3 separate regions of the Mus musculus genome follow, and all the other regions are linked to region 1. The links are chromatin contacts, called in public promoter capture Hi-C maps. All regions are on one chromosome and are shown on one strand. The core of a region is the stretch at or near the end of the contact, and the rest is flanking DNA. Distances in the headings are between cores, read along the strand shown.

Region 1 (4,117 bases), core at 1,032-3,531:
ATTTAGAAACCTCAAAGCCCACCTCCCAGTGACACATATCCAACAAGGCTACACCTCCTAATCCTTTCCAAAACAGTTCTACCAACTGGGGACCAAACATTTAAATATATGAGCCAATGGGGGCTATTGTCATTCAATTTCATGAAATTAGTTGATTTCATAGGTGCTAGGAATTTAACCCAGGGCCTCACACATATATCATACACCCACCCCCAAGAACTTAATTTTTATCTTCCAGACTTCTCTGAATTTTCACTTCAGGCTCAAAAAAGACTTTCTTGGTCTAAATTTAGATTAGGTTCAGTTTCCTTGTCAAACGGCAATTCTGTAGAGGCTGCTGCATGTGTCTCTAATCCTACCACTTAGGAGGCTAACCTGAAAGATAATCATTATGAGGTTGAAAATTTTTATCAGGGCTAATTAATTCTGCTTTGTGCACTTCTGTGCCCTCTGTGCCCAACTAACATATATAGGAGTGAGTCCCAGACAGTAGAGAAGCAATAAACATTGTTGAGAAAATGGTTCATCTTATTTTACTCCTGATAGACCTTAATATCAGGAGGCCAGGGATAAGATACATGTCTCTAGTCTTTGTCACTGTTCACAGCTTTTGAGTCTATAACTATGTGACAGTTTTGAATCTATACTATGTGTCATGACTGGGCTTGTTTTAAGACAGTTCTCATTATTTAGTTCTGGTTGGCTTGGAACTTACTATATAAACCAGGCTAGCCTTGAACTCAAAGAGATCTATCTGCCTCTGCTTCCTAAATGCTGGGATCAGAGTTGTGGGCCACTATTCCTGGCCCATGACTAGCCTTGATATAGGGGATATAGGAATATAACTTTTAAAATATTTCATATTAAACAAAATGCATAAAAAGATTGACAATATGTACATAAAATATAATAAAACTCACTACTCGGGCTGGTGAGATGGCTCAGCAGGTAAGAGCACTGACTGCTCTTCCAAAGGTCCTGAGTTCAAATCCCAACAACCACATGGTGGTTCACAACCACCAGTAATGAGATCTGACGCCCTCTTCTGGTGCGTCTGAAGTCAGCTACAGTGTACTTATGTATAATAGTAAATAAATCTTAAAAAAAAAAAAAAAACCTCACTACTCAGCTTGTGTGGTAAGTATGTACAAGCTGTACAATATGAGCAAGAGCTGAAAAAGTCTGAGGCAGCTCCAAGGTCAGCCTGGATGCTGTAGTCCTGAAGAAGTAATAGGAAGTCTTGGTGTGTAGTATCATGGAAGAAAGCTGGTTTCAAGCGATTTTAAAGGGAAAACCGAGGCTTAATGGATTGTCATTCATTAGCTGCATCTACATTAAGTAAATCTACAAAAGTAAATGTTTCTACAGAGAAACAGTGTCTCAAAAAACAAAACAAACAAAAAAGTTTTCAACGTTTTCAAACCTTCACCCTTTCTTTCAGTCTACAAAGTATCTGGGACCAGAGGGGGGAGGGGGGACCACTACACCTCACTCAGGTGCTACATCTACTAAAATGGGTTCACAATGATTAATGCCTTCTTCCTGTCTTTGCTTCCTTCATTCTCTCTCTCTCTCTCTCTCTCTCTCTCTCTCTCTCTCTCTCTCTCTCTTTTTGGTTTTTCGAGACAGGGTTTCTCGAGACAGGGTTTCTCTGTATAGCCCTGGCTGTCCTGGAGCTCACTTTTTAGACCAGGCTGGCCTCGAACTCAGAAATCCGCCTGCCTCTGCCTCCCAAGTGCTGGGATTAAAGGCGTGCGCCACCACGTCTTTCTTTCTTCCTTCCTTTCTTTCTTTCTTTCTTTCTTTCTTTTTTTTTTTTTGTTTGCTTGTTTAATATATATATTTATGGTGCTGGAGGTTGGACCCACAGCATTGCTCTAAGCAAGCACTCTACCAATAACTTTTACTTTGAGACAGGGCCTTGAATTCACTATGTAACTAGACAGGTTTTGTACTTGTGATGCTCCTGCCTCAGTCTCCAGACTACAAGTATTACCCCGCGATACTAGATACTAGGTTACGGCTGCTATATACACCTCTATCACTAAACACAGTGACGCAAGATGGTACGCTCAGCAGTGCGGTCACCATAGTTACTATTGCCATGACTACAAGAGAACCAGCATTCTCTCAAACTTTCAGCAGGAAGACAACGGTTGGCCGGCTCAAGCGGTCAACCTGAAGGTGCGACGCAGAGTTCAGGAGCAGCTTTAGCCCCCCGCGGCCACGCCGCCCCGACCCCGCCCCCACCGCGCGCGCCCGCGCCGCCCCGCCCTCGAGGTGACGTGCGGGGCGGAGCCTGACGGCGGGCGGGCTGCTCTGTCGTGAGCTTCCGCGCGGGCGCGTCCCGGGCCTCGCACGGCGGTTCCACGGGAGGAGACCTTTCGCTCTTTCTCTCCGCGTGGGGGTTCCGGGTCCCGGCAGGGCGGCGCTGCAGCTGGGCGCGCAGGAAGGGTGAGTGTCGGTGCGGGCGCGCGTCTTGTGCGGGGCATTGTCTGGCGCGGGCACGTGCACCCCTCCCCCACCGCGGCCGCGCGGACAGCTCAGCGGCGCGGACGGGTGGGCGCCTGGGTCCGCGGAGAGCCAGGTCCGGCGTGGGGAGGGTTCTTCTCGCCGCGCAGCCTCAGACGGGTCGCTTTGCAGCCGAGGCGGCTGAGCTTGCGCGGTGACCCGCGGGTGGTCCCGAGACGAGGTCGCCTCGGCAAGTTTGGATTTGCCCAAAGAAATCTGCGGCGGCTTAGGAAGGTTGCGAGAAGTCTGCACGAGAGCGTAGGACGGTGCTGTGTCCTATGGAAGCTTCGGAAAGTGAGGACTTGACCAGAAACACGGCTCGGTGTGCTTATGCAGAAGACAATAAGGCTTAGAGCTCATCTCCATTATGCAAGTATTTATGTTAAACAAAAAATACTGTGTCCTATAATTCTGCAGCTCACTAACATCTTACTAGTTTTGATATTGCTAGTATTTTTGTCTAGGCACATACCTAATTGCAGAAACAACCCACTTTTAAAATTCCATAACATAAACTAGAAGGTAATACACATTTATTCAGCAGTATCGTTGCCATTAATAAGTAGCAAGTACTCATCCGAGAATATTTTTAAAATTTAGACAAGGACAAAGAAGAAATTCTAGTGTCCAGAAGTAATTACTATGGGTGTGTATATTTGTGTAGTCTGCCTTAAAGGTAGGACCAAAACAACCGATGAGGGGTTGGTGCCTTAACTGTGGTTCGTTTTAGACGGGGGTCTCTTTCATATACATACATAGACCTGTCTCAGAACCTCAGTCCTCTCTGTAGACCAGGCTGGCCTCGAACTCAGATCTACCAGCCTCTGCTTTCCCAGTGCTGGGATTAAGGGTGTGGTTCCACCACCACCACATCTGGCAGACTTACTTTTTATAGGAAGCTCGTAGAAAGGTTTTGAGAAGGTAGTGGCACAATCCCACCACTACACCGGAGAAGTCAAAAGTGTGTGTGTGTGTGTGTGGGGGGGGTGCTGAGGAGTCAGGATGCAGCCTTCTGCGGTAGCCTGGATTGACTCCTTGCAAATGGAAGTAGACAGAGTGAAAAGATGAGCGTTTGGAGGTAGAATTAGCAAGCCTTGGAAGGGAAAGGGAGAGATAGCTTGTAGCCCAGGTTGGCCTTGAACTCTTGAACCTTCTCAACTTTTAAGAGTTGGAGTTGCAGGCACCGAATGCTGAGGGTTGCTTTGATGTGCGTGTGTTTTGGGTTTGAAACAAGGTTTTATGTTGCTCAGAGTGACTTCAAACTCCATATATAGCCAAAGATGGCTTTGAACTTTGGATTCTTCTGTCCCAACCTCTGGCGTGCTGAGAGTATATAGATTTTTGTCCACATGCCCTGCATTCCCTTTTTAATTCTTGTTTTGAGCAACCACATAGATAGATAACTGTACCATTTATTGAGATGGGGCAAGCATGCACCACCACCACCCGGCCTCAATCTGTTTTACATGAGTTAAATCTGAGTGACATATTTGTTATACGGTCAGTATGTTGAGAAAGCACATGTGACAGTATAAAAGTCAGGATTAAAAGACTAAGCAAAGGACCGAGGAGAAACAGAATATGTATTTTCTCTTTGGAAACCAGG
Region 2 (4,117 bases), core at 795-3,294, 3.0 Mb before region 1:
GTGAGCCTATGCCTCTGGCACCCAGGTCACTGTCTTGGCTGTGGGACCCCAGCCATCCAGCTGTGATGCTGCTATGGGAATCAGACATGGAACTGGAGCAAGATGGGTAATTGTTTGGGCGTCCAGCACACAGGGTGGGCCGAGCACGGTGCCGGTGCACAGTGTCGATGCTGGGTCTGGCTCGAGATCGATGCCTACTACTTGGCACCTCCACGGGGTCTTGAATATCCACCAGTGGCACGCCAGCCTCTGTCTTCATGGCAGCCAAACGTTCTGTTGCCTGCTCCACAACTGTCTGCAAGCTGTCCAGTACCTGACCCTCCGTGAGGAAATCCAGGAAGCCACCAAATGCCAGAGGGTGCCTAAAGTTTTGCTGGTGGCTTTGGTGCTCTGAGTATTGGTTCATTGATGGTAGGTGTGGTACACGCCCAAGCTTGCAGGTTGGCCTCATTTCTGGCAACAGGTGCTTCTTGGGCAGCTGCATTTGAACAGAGAGGCTCGTCATAACAGGCAGGATGGCCTGCAATGGGTAAGGAGCTGTCTTTGCAGTCATAACAGGCAGGATGGCCTGCAATGGGTAAGGAGCTATCTTTGCAGTCCTCCCAGGGTCCCATTAGAAGCTGGTTGATACTGAACAATGAAAAAACATTTTTTTTTAGGCTTGTTAATGCTGACGATTAAACCCAGGGTCTTGAACATGGTATGCAAATGTTCAACCACTGACGTGCATTTAAAACTTTTTTTTGTTTTGTTTTGTTTTTCGAGACAGGGTTTCTCTGTGTAGCCCTGGCTGTCCTGGAACTCACTTTGTAGACCAGGCTGGCCTCGAACTCAGAAATCTACCTGCCTCCCGGGTGCTGGGATTAAAGGCGTGTGCCACCACGCCCGGCCTTTAAAACCTTTTGAAACAATTCTTTGTGTGTCCACACGCCTCAGCTGGAGTGTTGCAGTCAAAGGACAGCTTGGTGTAGCTGGTTCTCTCCTTGTATTGTGTGGATCTCGGAGACGGGCTGATCACCCCCAAGTCAGATCATCAGTCTTACCCACTGAGCTCTTTCATCAGCCCTGAATTACATTTTAGAATCAGGTAATCCTGGGTTTGAATCCCACCCAGCTCTGAGACCTTTGGGATGTGTGACTATTCTTACAATAGCCCTAATTGAGGGCTTCACTGCAAAGTATGGGTCTATTAGGATTGCCCTGAAGGTTCCCAATGCCTATATTTCATATATGCCAGCCCTAGCTGGGAGACTAAGAAGTGGAATTCTGTGTTCATGGTGTGAAAGTGCAATTATGAGAGCCCTCCACCCTCTCTGGAGAGCCCTTCTTCTCTGTCTCTAGCACAGACCTACACTGTTGTCACTGCTGTGCTACAGTTGGGGACTTGAGCCTATGTCTCCAGATTGAGTCCTCCTTGCTCCTTTCTCAGGGCTCCTAGTCCACCCAAGTGCTATCTGGGGCTAAGGGGAGTGGGAAGTGAGTGATGAGGGCTCTGCAAGCAGGCATAAGGGAAGGTGACACTACAATAAGGATTCCACCAGATGACCTGGTGAGCTCAACTGGACACAAGAAAGCAGTGGCAAGTGGTGGGCCAGCTGGATATACTTACCGGGGCCACATAGGTGCTGTGAGCAGCCTCGTCGTCAGCCAGATATCCTGAGTGGTGGCGGCACCTCGCCATGATGAGGATAATTAAATTTGTTTTCTGCTTCCTTTTTCAGGTCCCACAGCACAGATGCAGACTCCTCTGTATGGGGCGGGGAAAGGAAGTAAAGATAGGTCCAGGCCTCCATGGACCCCTCATTCCCTGTACTTTTGTCTTTCAGACATCCCAACTTTCCCTGCTTGGACCGGTCACTCATCTGTGGACATTCCCAAATCGCTGCCTTTTGTTTGCAACTGTGTCTGGGTCGAAGTGTGTGTCCGGACTTCCTTCTTTCAGACCAGAGGCACCCTGGAGACCTCACCTGCTTACCAGAGTCTCTGCTGTGCTTCTAGGGGTTCGCTCACTCAGCACCCTTTAAAGCTCTACCGCACAGAGAACTGGAATCCTACCCCCTTAGCATCCTAGGATGCTCATTTACATACCTTATCCTGATTGGACAGAATCTGGCCTCTCATTCACTAGCCTCCCCGACACAATGGTTGGGGGAGGGGCCCAGATTGGCTCCTCCCCCACCCGTTGGATTTTTTTTTTTTCTGTCCAGCCAGCTAAGTATAGTTCTTGGGGATGGTTATATTCAGCCAAGACGTCTGAATCTGGGTCTTGTTTCTCTAATTCTCAGGGCGGAAGCGATAGCCTCAATTTGTGATTTAAACACCTTCCTCAGCTCATTCCTGGACCTCCCACTCCGTTGGCTTCCTCTTAAGGATCCCTTTCCCTCATCAATGCAGTGTGGACTAGGCCGCATCTTCCTTTTCAAGTGAAGAGTCCTGGTTTTCTGAACAGCCTAGTTCCTGCCCCTGCTTTTTCTTACTAATATGACTTAGCCCCTCAACACCAGCTCCTCATAATGGAGCTGAGGACCCTTCCACAAGTGAGTATTACAACACAGTTTACACTATATGGAAGCGCCATATAAACTCACCTCTACAGTTTTCCTTCCTCCCTTCAATCCTAGGAAGCCTGTCATTGCCAACATACCCACAGCAAGTCCATCCTCCCCTGCCACATTTTTTTCTTCCTTGTCTAACAGCTTCACTTCTTTAGGGCAAGAATCAAAGCAGTTAGCCCTAATCCCTAATAACCCCATTCCTGATACAGTAGGTGCTGTAGAGTTTTCTCCTCCCAATCTGTGGTTCTCAGCGTTCCATGGCCTCAGGGCCTCTGGCCTTTCCAAAAGCAGTTTCTCAGAGGGCCCCAGTGGCTGAATGACACCCGATGGTTCAACAGTCACTATGATCAGACACAGCAGTGTTTATGCCAAGAACTTGGCTGAAGGGTTCTTCGAGGCCTCCAACCCTTATGAAACGTCACCAGGTACTGTTACAATCAAGTTCTCTCCCTTCTGCCTGTCACGCAGGCATCAGGATTGAGGAGCCCAGAGCAGGTCAGGCTTCAACTTGTAGGGAAGGGTTCCTGCCCCATCTCTCTCATGAACCTTCAGGTCTCTTAGCTGTAAAACAGTAGTAAATTACCAATATCATGGGCTTGAATCAAGAAACAGACATCCTATAATGAATGCTTCTCAGTTGGCAGAATGCTTGCCTAACATGCATGAAGTCTTTGGTTTAATTTCCTGTGCCACAAAAACCAGGCGTGGTAGCACATACCTGTAGCTCCAGCACTGGACAGGTGGAAGCTCTAGGATCAGACGTTCAAGGCTAGCCTCAGCTGAATGAATAGTGAGGTCAGCCTGGTATACATAAGACTGTTTCAAAACAGTATCAAGACAGCCACATTACCATGTCACCATGGTGATTATAGGTAAGTCATGGATAAGGAAGCTTACTGGACAAAGTCCAAAAGTGAGGTGACGGATGTAAGCATTGCCTTAAGCTCAAGGTGAAAGTGAACTAGTGCTTTCTTGAGTAAATCTGCCAGTTTTCTTGTTGTTTAGAGCTTTTGCTAAGAAAAAGCCTCCCCTTGGGAGAATCAGTGAGGAACAGACTGAAACAAAGAAGAGCAGCATTACAAGAATGAAATAACTTGGCATCATCATTGAGTGATGGAGAAAGGTAGGTGGCTGGTTTTTTTCTCAGAGAAAATAATGGAAGGACAATATACTGCCCAGAAACTTAGTAATGATAAACACTGAGAAGAGCAAGGGGAATTTCTCTTGAATATATTTCTCCTTTTCGACATTAAAAAAAATTACAGTTCAAAAATAAAAAAATGAGCTAGAGAACTCAGTGGTTAGGAAAGCTTACAGTTCTTGCAAAGGACTGAAGTTCGGTTACCAGTATGCGTTCACATTGTGGATCAAAACCAGGCGCGCATGCACACACGCGCACACACACACACATATGCGTGTGTGTATTTATGTATGTATATATATATACATATATATATATATACACGTGTATACACGTATATACATATATATGTGTGTGTTTATATATACTATATATATACACACACGTGTATACACATATATACATACATATGTATATATAC
Region 3 (4,117 bases), core at 758-3,257, 2.7 Mb before region 1:
TTACCATTCAAACTCATAGTCTTACACACACACACACACACACACACACACTGCTGTCTTTCCCTGCTTGAGTCAGGATCTTGATATGTTGCCTAAGTTGCACCACAAGTCCTAAACCATCTTTTATTTTTTAATTTAAAAATGTTGGGGGATGGAGAGATGACTCAGCACTTAAAAATACTGACTGCTCTTCCAAAGGTGCTGAGTTCAAATCCCAGCAACCACATAGTGGCTCACAACCATCCATAATGAGATCTGATGCCCTTTTCTGGTGTGTCTGCAAACAGCTACAGCATAATTATATAATAAATAAATAAATCTTCTTAAGATGTTGTTATTATTTATTTGTGCTTGTATGTGCTCATGCATGCAAGTGCCCATGGACACCACAAGAGGACTTTCTGATGCCCTAAAACTGGAGTTACCTTCAAACATTCAAGCAGTCCTAAGCTGCCAGACATGAGTACTGAGATACCAACTCCCTGAGTGAACAACAACTCCTCAGCACCTCTGCGGATACTGGGCTGTTCCTGAGTAGCATGGACTACAGGTGCATGCTACCATGTCCAGTCTGTATTCATTCTTTAGCCAGAAGTCGGGTTGGCATTAGATCTTCCAGAACCTGTTCACCTTGCAGGTAGGTGATACAATCAAGTTTGAAAACTTACAAGGTCAAAGACCAGGTCACTCTGCCTTTCCACTTTTACCCATCAGCGCGCAGGTGCACATGTCACCCAGGTTCTTTCCATCTTTCAGAAAGTTGAATGGACAGACAGCCCCCTCCCTTCAGTGCTAACATACTGTGCTGAGTCTATTTACACATTCCTGGGCGAAAAGCAGCTGACTATTATTGTTCATCCACGTTGTGCCTGGCCTTAATATGTAAACTCATCAAAGCTTCACAGGTTTTATAGATAAGCAAATAGGCTGTTAGCATGCAAGTTTCTTCCTCAAGACTGCACACAGAAATTGTAAATTTAGTCAGCTCTGACTAAAATCTGTCTTCTTCCTATCACAACATCCTTTTGTTGTTGTTTGGTTTTTGGGTTTTTTTTTTCCCCTAAAAGAAAGCGGTTAGCCTCCTTAATCCTGGGGTTCTACCCTTCACCACCCACCCAGTTCACCTCTTATCCCAGGTCCAAGCATATCTTTTATCTTCCAAGATAAGGACTGGCGTGTCTTTCTCTTCTGAAGCAATCCTGAATTTAGTTCTCTGTCTACTAACAGTCCACTGCATATTCCTGCCACTGCATCTTCTCGAAACTCATCATCTTTTGATCCAGTCTAACGCTACCATCTCTTAAATAATAATACGATTTGCATAGCTGTCCTTCTCCACAATCCAGTGAGAAGGGCAAAAAGTGTGTAGGGGAGGAGGGCGTCCCATTTCATGAGAAAGACACCTCTCCAAGGTCATTGAATGAAAACAAAAAATCGGGACCAAAAGCCCGGATTGGACTCTTGGTCCTTGGCTCATCCTACCACGCCTCACAGGCAGTCACGATGCTGCCACAACCCCCGCGCCTGAGATGTCACAGCGGTAGTCCGCCCGCCCACAGCTCACTGCCCTCCCACTCCCACCGGTACCAGACCTCCCAGCGTCCTGTCGACTTCCCGACTCCTCTCTTCACCAGAACCCTCTCCCACCGACCTCCCTACATCGCTGCCACCTCTATTCAGGAGCCCCTCTCTAGTCGCAAGTAGCCTTCTCAGACCCAGCAGCGTCCCGCCGCTTCGCCACCTCAGGCCCCTCCTCCTGTCAGTACGCAGGGTTACCTTCTCCAAGGATGCTGGTCTCTGCACAGCCAGGGAGCGGGCCAGTGAAAGTACTGTGTTGAAATAAAAGCCTCGAGAGGTGCTGGAGCCAGAGCTGGACCCCGAGCCGCCGCCGCCGCCGCCGCCGCCACCGCCGCCTCCTCCCCGGGCCCCAGCAGCCGCCATCACAGCGCACGCCCCGGCGCAGGCGGCTGGGTTCACAGCTCTGGGCTCGCCACCACCGGTCCTTACTGCGCAGGCGCAGAGGCGGCCGACTTCCCGGCCACCTGACCACCTGACTCCTCCCCTCTCCCCTCCCCCGCACTGGGTGGGGCCTGGTCCCCCTCTGCCGCTCCGCCGCCGGGTTGGCTCTGGAGGCGGGGCTCTAGCGCAGTGCTGGCGGAAGTAGTGCGCGCGGCGTCCACAGTGAATCCGCCCGCCGGCGCTGGGCTATCGACTCCTCGCTCAGCAACCCCTCCTGCTTCCTAGGTGCAGGCCGTCTCCCGCACCATGTCTGGCTATCCTAAAAGCTATAATCCTTTCGACGATGACGTGGAAGAGGAAGACACCCGGCCCGCGCCGTGGAAGGACGTCCGCGACCTGCCTGACGGCCCCGACGCGCCCATTGACAGGCAGCAGTACCTGAGACAGGAGGTGTTGCGCAGGGCCGAGGCTACCGCTGCCAGTACCAGCAGGTCCTTGTCTCTCATGTATGAATCGGAGAAGATCGGAGTCGCCTCTTCCGAGGTGAGCCTGGGGCAGAACTGAGCTAAACCGGCCAATCAATGCGTTATAAAAACGGGATGAAGAAATATTTTGTTTACGATCTTTTGGTATTTTTCTAATTGCCTACCGTAAGTTCATGGACATAGTGTAAAGAATTATGTATCAGGATCACCTGATGTTTACCTCTGGAAGCTTCCTTATCTATTATTCTGCGAGGTTAATTTCTCCCTCGCTGCCCTGCCCTCATGTCTAGTTAAAAAGTAAACTCCAAATAATGTTCTGTGTGAGAGTAAAAATGCCAAAGTGCGGCCTGTATTTGGGAAGTAGTGTCTGTTTCATTTACATATAACTTGTTAGGCAGAAGCCTCAAGCTGTTCCTCTCTAGTGGCCCAGTTAAAGTGTGAACTGTGTATGCTTCAAGTGCCAGGTGGTGCCTGAAGTACTGACGCAAAGGGAGCCTGTGTTCTTCTTCTCACATCCTTGACCACTTTTCACCTTTCTAATGGGAATATTTAAGTCCCCTCGCCTGGGCTCCTGCTCAGGAAACCAGATCCTGAATTGAGTCGACTCTTACCTTTGTAGACCGTGTGTTATTGTGACAGCTCTTTCCATCCATAGAAAATTTCAGCAACTAGGAACTTTGCTTTCCTTTAATTTACCTGTATTTGCATATGCACAGTTTAAGGGTGTCCCCTGAAGCCGGAAGAGGGCACCAGGGAATCCCTTGGAGCTGGAGTTGACAGATGGGTGCTGGGAACAGAAATGGTCTTCTGAAACTTCTTTAAGACCTTTTCTTTTTGAGGAGTTCGGCTTGGTGGACAGCCTACCAATGAAGCCCAGGCTGGTCTGGAACTTAGAATTCTTGGTCTCAATCTTTCTGATACTGGGATTTCAGGCATGTACCATCTTCTCCAGCATAAAATAAAGATTATTCCAAGACACCAGATTGCCCCTAAGTCTACTGGCAAAATAGTTGTTTTGGCAGAAGAAGAAATTACTGATATATCAGCCAAGAATAATCTTAAGTATTTTACAGTTTTGAAATGTAATAGTTGAAACAAAATACTGTCTTTCTTTACCAGTCTTCATCTCTGATCTTTGGCAAGTGTTCTCCTCTGGGACTTGGACAGATCTCTGTTGTTTTCTATTGCCACTGTTTGGTATTTTACCTTCTCCTACCTTCCCTGTTGTTGTCTCCCTGACGGCTAATGTATGTTCTGCCTCTAGGAAGTTGTGCTTCTGTGTACTGGATTCTTAATGTTCCACTCCAGATCAATTGGAGTCCTACAGGTCTTGGTGAACAGGTCACTTTGTATTGAGATAAGTGATAAGTTCTCACAATGTAGCCCATAGTAATCCAGATTGGCCTCGAACTCAAGATCCTCTTTCTTCAGCCTCCAGAGGGCTGAGGTCATAGACATTCACCAGATGCCAATGCAGGTAGGTCCTCTTGAAGAACAGAAAGCACTCTGACCTGCTGAGCCATCTCTCCAGCCCCAAAAGAGAACCTATTTTTTTTCTCTCAATCGTATCAATATGTAATTCTGACTGTTCTCCAACTTTATGTAGACTAGGCTAACCTTAAACTCAGCCTGGGAGTGCCGAGGTTCAAGCCACCACACCAAGCACTTTTATT

What was found. Promoter capture Hi-C pulls out the DNA fragments that hold promoters and counts their contacts.
Region 2: a promoter capture Hi-C map of pre-B cells shows a contact between it and region 1, with 5 times the contacts expected there. The contact joins the promoter of Ccdc116 here to the promoter of Yeats2 in region 1. A contact is called at or near these places in 3 of 39 promoter capture datasets (hippocampal neurons, liver and pre-B cells) and 1 of 115 datasets of contacts at active chromatin or transcription factors (astrocytes).
Region 3: a promoter capture Hi-C map of pre-B cells shows a contact between it and region 1, with 2.4 times the contacts expected there. The contact joins the promoter of Pi4ka here to the promoter of Yeats2 in region 1. A contact is called at or near these places in 2 of 39 promoter capture datasets (cranial neural crest and pre-B cells).

The regions. Positions count from the first base shown.
Region 1 is chr16:20,138,782-20,142,898 of GRCm38.p6, forward strand. Yeats2 (YEATS domain containing 2) reads left to right here and starts at 2,282. Exons shown (of 31, transcript NM_001145930.1): 1 at 2,282-2,454.
Region 2 is chr16:17,142,402-17,146,518 of GRCm38.p6, forward strand. It overlaps Ccdc116 (coiled-coil domain containing 116), which reads right to left and starts at 2,045. Exons shown (of 5, transcript NM_001373948.1): 1 at 1,976-2,045; 2 at 1,610-1,747; 3 at 1-478. The coding sequence starts at 1,681. It overlaps LOC115488656 (a long non-coding RNA gene), which reads left to right and starts at 2,470. Exons shown (of 3, transcript XR_003951945.1): 1 at 2,470-2,537; 2 at 2,765-2,980; 3 at 3,561-3,623.
Region 3 is chr16:17,403,858-17,407,974 of GRCm38.p6, forward strand. It overlaps Pi4ka (phosphatidylinositol 4-kinase alpha), which reads right to left and starts at 2,008. Exons shown (of 55, transcript NM_001373955.1): 1 at 1,777-2,008. The coding sequence starts at 1,941. It overlaps Snap29 (synaptosomal-associated protein 29), which reads left to right and starts at 2,143. Exons shown (of 5, transcript NM_023348.4): 1 at 2,143-2,502. The coding sequence starts at 2,266.